Linked DNA regions of Mus musculus: region 2 is linked to region 1. The links are chromatin contacts, called in public Hi-C maps. All regions are on one chromosome and are shown on one strand. Each heading gives the region's core, a stretch centred on a gene start, on an enhancer-like site or on the middle of the called end of the contact. The rest is flanking DNA. Distances are from core to core; before and after follow the strand shown. Region 1 has its middle 9.9 kb from the start of Gm3596. Region 2 has its middle 18 kb from the start of Gm36834.

Region 1 (3,092 bases), core at 167-2,666:
AAAGCTACAAGGCCAAAGCAGCAGCATGCAACGTCTACCCTGCTGCCATCAATGTATCCAAAGTCACCTGTCAGTCAACCTACCTCATCCAAACCACCCATCATCCATCTTTTCATTCTTCTTGCCTACTCGCCCCTCCCTCCCTTAACAATTTCCAAAATGCACATCCATGCCTTTGCGTCTTAGGTAAGGTAAGGGCAATACTGAGGGATGGGAGAGAATCTGCTGCCGAGAGCAGCTAAGGGTGTTACGCCACCTCAGAACTCATATGTTGATACACTAGTGTCACATGTGACTTTATTTGGAGTCATATCTCTTAAAAGAAGGAAAATAACCCAGGAGTGTTGTCTCCGTGCTTTGGGAGGCCGAGGCAGGAAGGATGGCACAAGTTTAAGATCTGGGTGGGTCACATGAATGTGAGGCTAGCCAAGGATAATTAGTGAGATCTTGTCTCAAATGATTAAAAAAAAACCCTAAAATAAAGGAATGATTTAAAAAAAAGAGAGAGATAAATAAAGTTAAGTGGGGTCAGAAGGGTAGGGTTCTAATCCCATAGGAAGTGATACCTTTTTAAACGGAGGTGACTGTAGGAACTCATGGACAGTAGACAGTCACTTGAAGACACAGACCAAGGTCAAAGGCCTCAGAAGATGCCACCACTGTCTGCAAACCCTGGTCAGAGGCTCCAGGAAACCCCTGTCATTTTGGAATTCCAGCCCCCCCAAGGCTCTGAGAGAGTTCATCTCGGGTGTTTAAACCACATAGTGTGTTGTAGTCTCCCACACTAGCCTGAACACACACCAGCAGCCAGAGGCTGTGTTTGTGCCCTCCCTCCACCTTTATTTCCTCTCTCACCTTCCTCCCTCCCTGCATAAGCTATTCCCCAGTGCCCAAGGTCATTTGGGTTAGCTACCAAGAGAAGTTGGCAGTTGTGCCAGTTTGGGCTGTGGGGAGGGGAAAGGGGCTAAGATGCCACTTAAGGAACGTGAACTCAGACCCCCTCACTAAACCATGTGTGCCAACATAAGATGATGTGGCTTAAAGTTCACAGCACAAGGAACTTATGAAACACGGAACAGACAAAATCCGAGGTATCAGAGCTACAGGTCTCCTGGGCTGGTTGATTGGTTTGAGCGGGTTGTTTTTATTCAGAGATTCGGGCATCTAGCTTAAACAGTGACGGTCAGAGTAACGGCTGCGACATCCATTTCTGCATCAGCTTTCCTGTGGGTCTTAGCAGGTGTTCTACTGAGGCTTACACCATCCATACAAAGATAGGTGGTTGCTGATTAACCCCTGAGGGCCCTGGAGAACTGGGAGGAAGCCAAGCTGGCTTCTGCTTTGTCTCTGCATCAACCTCCCAGCTGTTGGATTGGAAATGACTGTGGAGTTTGGATGCCGGTGCTGGCACGAGAAGCTGGACAAAGCCCAGATGGGCTCTTCAGTCCCAGAGGACAGCCAATGGCAATAGGCATCAACCTCAGACTCTAAGTGGAATGAGCAGGGATCTGGAAGGGATCCAGGAAAAATGGATTCTACAATCCCAGAGCAGCAGGTTTAGCTAGTTATGGTGGCGGCCATCTTACTCGGCAAGGAGAATGCTATGGTTTTAGTCAGTAGATAAAAGTGTCAGTCACATAAAGGGTTTGACTGGTGATCTGATCAGCACTGACAAACCCAGAGCTCAGGGTGGGGCAGAGCACCCGGCTTGGTTAGGTTTCACTCATAACTGCGTGACCACTCCAAAGAACATGGAAACACTAGAATCTGAAGGCAGACTGTGGTGGGCTTTCAGCTATCTGATGAGGCACAGAAGCTAGTACCGTCCAGTGACTAAATGGTAAAACTGGAGTTGCAGTTTAACTTTCCCTCCAGTCCTTGGGTGTCTGGATTCACTATTATCTATTTATAGTGTTTGAAAGCTTTCGTGCCCACACAACACCAGTCTTCCAAAATCACGAAGATTTGTGAATAATTTCAAAGAGTTTTGGACATTTGGGAAGAACACAATTGCCGACACCTTTATCCTAAAGGAGCCCTTCAGCTGCGCTCCAAGCTTCAGTTTGAAAGCAAACTGCTTGCGTCGTGTTAGTTAAGAACCTGGCACCAGGGAGATGAACGGAGATGAAGGATCGCCCTACCCGCTCCTCAGAGCTCCTCAGAGCAAGCACCTCTTTTGCTTGTAATTCTGGGAAATTATTCTAAGGACTAGGAGGGGGAAGGTACAGGCCTCAGGAGGGAAATGGGATTTGCTTTAGCAGAGAGGTTTTTATATGCATTTCTCTTTCCTTATATTCTTACATAATTCTCAAGAGCCTCACTACCAGTATGAGATCTCTGTGACTGGGTGCATTAACAGGGTCCATGTTAACACCGACCAGACAGCTGGGAGGTGGAGAAAAAAATAAAAATTTCCTGGTGTGACAGAGTATAAGGGATAGGTCTACAGGGACAGGAAGGGGGAGAGAGAAGTGCAGGAGAGAATGGGTAGCCCTGCAGATCCCCATTGAAGGAGTGGACTCGAGTTCATCATGCCTCGGCCTCTCTCTGGGGTAAGCAGCCTAGTTTGAACCTTTGGGGCACAGGCAGTCATGTTTCCAATTACTTTTCCAGCCCACCACTGGGGCTAGCTAGTGAGCAGCGGTGCTGAGATCCAATAAGAGGAGACTGAGCCAATAAAGTGCTTTCTTAGGAATGTTAACCTGGAGGGTGGGGTGGGGTGGGGTGGGAGGGGAAGGGAGGAGAGGGATGGTAGCTGAAAGGCTGAAGTACAGGAACCACCTGTCACTGAAGCCCCAGGGATTAGAACTATAGAGTGCAGGACACTCGGGCAGGTCAGTGAGGCAGGAGGATGCCTCCAGTCCTGACAGCTATTGTCCTGAATAACATGACAACTTTTACTGGAGGGAATTAATACTGGTTTTTCCCAATGAAAAGAGCCCAACTTATCTCAGCGAGGGTATGCGTTCTGTGTAGGCCGGTTGCTCTGGGAAGGGCATAGGCTGGCTGTCTTAACAGATGTGGCCAACAGCACAGCTTATTTGGAAACAGTTTGTGGTTTGTGTACTTGAACAGAGGCTTTATGGGAAGCC
Region 2 (3,395 bases), core at 123-2,622, 180 kb before region 1:
AAGACAAGGGTGGGATGAAACTTCACGGAGCTGTTTATTTTTTGCATAAAAGGAAGATTAAAAAGAGCAAATGGCTAGAAGGGCAATGGACAGGGTTTAGTGGATAAGAAGAAAATCCATTGCTGGGAATTATGTGGGCCTGGAGGTTTGTGGTCCGGGGGTTGGTGTATGTGGGGGAGCTATGGTAGTAGTTCTTGGGCCCTTTCTCTGTCTGGGCTCTTGGCTTACTGCTGCGAACATGGCTTCTGGAGACCAAGAGGCTTTGTGGCAGAGGTACGCCATAAAGACTTACTCCCACCAAGGTAGCTGCAGCAGGGGGGCTTGCCACGCCTCCCCGCCTGCCTTACAACCATGACTTTTTTACTCAGAGACTGTCCATCTGTCCAGCCACTCCGCCAAGCCCAGAAGCCCCATGCTGGCTTCCTTTGGAAGAGCCCCAGCTCCCAGGGTGACCTCGGTAACAGCCGGGTACACGGACGACTTCAATCCCAAACTTCCCGTTACCAGGAAGAGCTTGGCCCAGGCTGTGAAAGTTACAATAACACAGTGGCTGTTTCTGAGCAGGAGCCTTCTGTGAAGTCATCGGGATAGTTCTCTCAGCAGCGTGTCTAATTTTCCCTGGCTGCCTTTCTGGGAGCCGGGCACCCAACCCAATTTAGTCCCTCCACTTTGGCTCATTCCTAGACTTCCATGCCATAAATCTGAGCCCCCCTCAGTGCCTGATCCCACCAGCAGGCAGACAATTCAGAATTAGCCATCGTCATGGTTGTCTAAACTGACAGGCAGGGAAACTGAGGCACAGCAGGCTACAGGGCCCTGTCCCACCTCCCACAGTGACCCAGCAGCACGGGTTGCCAGCAAGGCCCAGGATTCTGGCTGGAACTTTAACTATGGAACTCTTATGGAGGGCTAGGGGCCATGTGAATGGTTTCAAAGCTTTTACTGGGCCTCATTTGGCTCCAGATCCCAGAACTGTGTGCAATTGGATTTTGATGGGAATGCTGTGGAGTAGGAAGTGTGTTTGTGTGTGTGTGTGTGTGTGTGTGTGTGTGTGTGTGTGTGTGTGTGTGTGTGTGAGAGAGAGAGAGAGAGAGAGAGAGAGAGAGAGAGAGAGAGAGAGAGAGAGAGTGGTGGGCTTGATGGTGCTGTTTGGAATCCTTTTATGCTTTCTTGCCTGGAACTTGACAAGCCTCAGAGTAGAGGAAAAAACCAGAAAACTCAAAAGCAATGGGGGTGAGAGAAGAATCCTCCCAAAGCCAGGGTGCAGGCTGTGGGCAAATGCCTTTCTTTCTTCACCCAGAACCCCTGCCCTCAGGCACAGTAGGCTAGCTGGCTGGGCTGGTTTGGCCAGTCCAAGCCAAGGTTGGACTTTTGATTGCAAACACTCTCTCTTGCAGCCCCAGGCCTCCTGGGCGTGGCCTAGTGCTCTGGAGAGGGGGTGTGGGGGAAGCAAGTGGGGCCTTTGGGTTTCAGACAATTTCTAGGAGTCTCAGGGGACCTACATATTTCCTATGTAAAGTCCAGTCTGTTTGAAATTAGACTTCTCTTTTTTTGCTTATTTCCGGAGAGATTAAAAATAGAGACTCAGGCTTAATCTGGGAGCCTCTGAGATCAACAGGGCCCTGTTTCCATGAGTATGAAAATACCAAGCAGTCTCACCCATGATCGCAGGTCATGCATAGCAGGCCGGGTGTGTGTGTGTGTGTGAAGGAGTTTTAAGTTGTGCTCATTCTCAACAGCTAAGATTCTGTTTCTAGACCACAGCAAGGACACCTTCTTTCTAATTTCAACTAGAATAGAAGAGATCAGCACTGTTGAGGGCCCCAAACCCTTGTTGTGCTTCAGGTTTCTTGATGAGCTCAAGTTGCAGGTCCTGCCCGTCCACACAACCATTCAGTTCATAGTATGTATGGGGGGCAAGGGGTGGGCATCCTCTCTCTTCTGAGGATGCTTTTCAGGTTTCCTAGCTGTTGGCTGATGATAGCAGGTCAAACCCTCTGATGGTGCTTGCTCAGGAAAAAAGTAGATAAAGAAATAGAGAAATCTAGGTTGGACATCCTGGCATAGGCCAATAATCATAGTATTCAGAGGATGAAGGTCAGAAGATAGGTAGTTGGAGGCTAGCCTGGGATACATAGTGAATTGAGGCTACCCTAATTGCATAGTAAGTCCCTGTCTCAAACCAAACAAACAGATGGATGGATAAAGAAATGTGGCATACACACACACAGTGGAATCTTGACTGAAAATCCATCCCCCCCCACACCCCTAAATACTATTATGTGAGTAAATACCAATATATACATATGAAAATGCCACAGCAAAATCCATTATTTTGTACAGTAACAAAAAATATTTAAAACACAAAATCAAAGCAAAACAGAGATCTACTTGGTTCTAATCTCTGAAGAACTTAGATGAACACACTAGGGAAAAGTAGGAGCCATTTGTGACCGTAGACTTTTTACTCCCGAGGAAAGGGAGTAAACCATAGTGAACTACACATGCCTGAGACGAGGGAGCAGCAACTTTCTTGGGTACACAAAGTGGAGTGTGACAGAGACGAAACTCAAGAAAATAGTCTAATCTTTCAGCATATTCAATTCTAAAAAGGAGATACTGGCTAGTGGACTTCCTGCCTGGAGTTCTGTGTCCCATCTGGGGACCTCTTGGTGCTGCTCTCCAGCATTAAGTCACATGGTCATGCCTGTGTCTGTGTACCTGAGTTTGCTCCGTATAGGACTAGTGCGGGCCAGCATCCTTACTTCTGCTCAACTCTCAATGTACATTTGAGTAACTACTACATACAAGGATTCTTTGGTTGCTAAGGACCGAAAATCTGTCTCAAATTCCTTTAGCAAAAGGGAAACCCAATGGTCCATGGAATGGAAAGACCCAGAATTCAAGTTAGCATCAGACACAACTGGATTTGGAGCAGAAATAATGTTACCAGAACTTGGTTACTCTCCACTTCTCTTTGCCTCTCTGTGCCTTGCTAGCTTCAAACCCAGGTTTCAGGAGACAATAAAAGGACAACAACCCCAGCTTTCTGCCTCGCAGAATTTCAGTTAAAGGGAAACATTCTCCTCTCCAGGAGTCTCGTGTGTGTGTGTGTGTGTGTGTGTGTGTGTGTGTGTGTGTGTGTGTGTGTAATCTCAAGTTACCTTTTTGGCTCCGAAGGATATGATATCCACTGCCCAACCAATTACTACACCCAAGAGAATGTAACACCTAGATTGAGTTAAGGCTGGGTCACATGTATACTTTAAGTTTCGGGGTTGTATGTGTAACGGTTGTACTTTTGGGCTGAGAGCAACAGAGAATATGGGATTTCCCAAAGAGAAGTGGCACCTGGGTACCGGAAGAAGGTGGATGGATGCTGAATAGCTAAAATG

Evidence for each region. Hi-C and Micro-C count contacts between places; a contact is called where the count stands out from the background.
Region 2: a Hi-C map of cerebellum shows a contact between it and region 1, with 2.1 times the contacts expected there. The contact joins two enhancer-like sites. A contact is called at or near these places in 1 of 15 datasets of contacts at CTCF or cohesin (large pre-B cells), 2 of 484 Hi-C or Micro-C datasets (bone marrow-derived macrophages and cerebellum) and 1 of 115 datasets of contacts at active chromatin or transcription factors (bone marrow-derived macrophages).

What each region holds. Positions count from the first base shown.
Region 1 is chr12:79,820,380-79,823,471 of GRCm38.p6, reverse strand. It overlaps a transcript of Rad51b not described here. Among named protein-coding and RNA genes, the nearest start is that of Gm3596, 9.9 kb to the left of the region's middle. Within about 2 kb of position 1,416, at least 11 of the 459 cell types and tissues checked have an H3K27ac peak or open chromatin away from gene starts, as enhancers often do. A contact at or near this core is called in cerebellum, where this site is marked.
Region 2 is chr12:80,000,053-80,003,447 of GRCm38.p6, reverse strand. No RefSeq gene overlaps it. Among named protein-coding and RNA genes, the nearest start is that of Gm36834, 18 kb to the left of the region's middle. Within about 2 kb of position 1,372, at least 71 of the 459 cell types and tissues checked have an H3K27ac peak or open chromatin away from gene starts, as enhancers often do. A contact at or near this core is called in cerebellum, where this site is marked.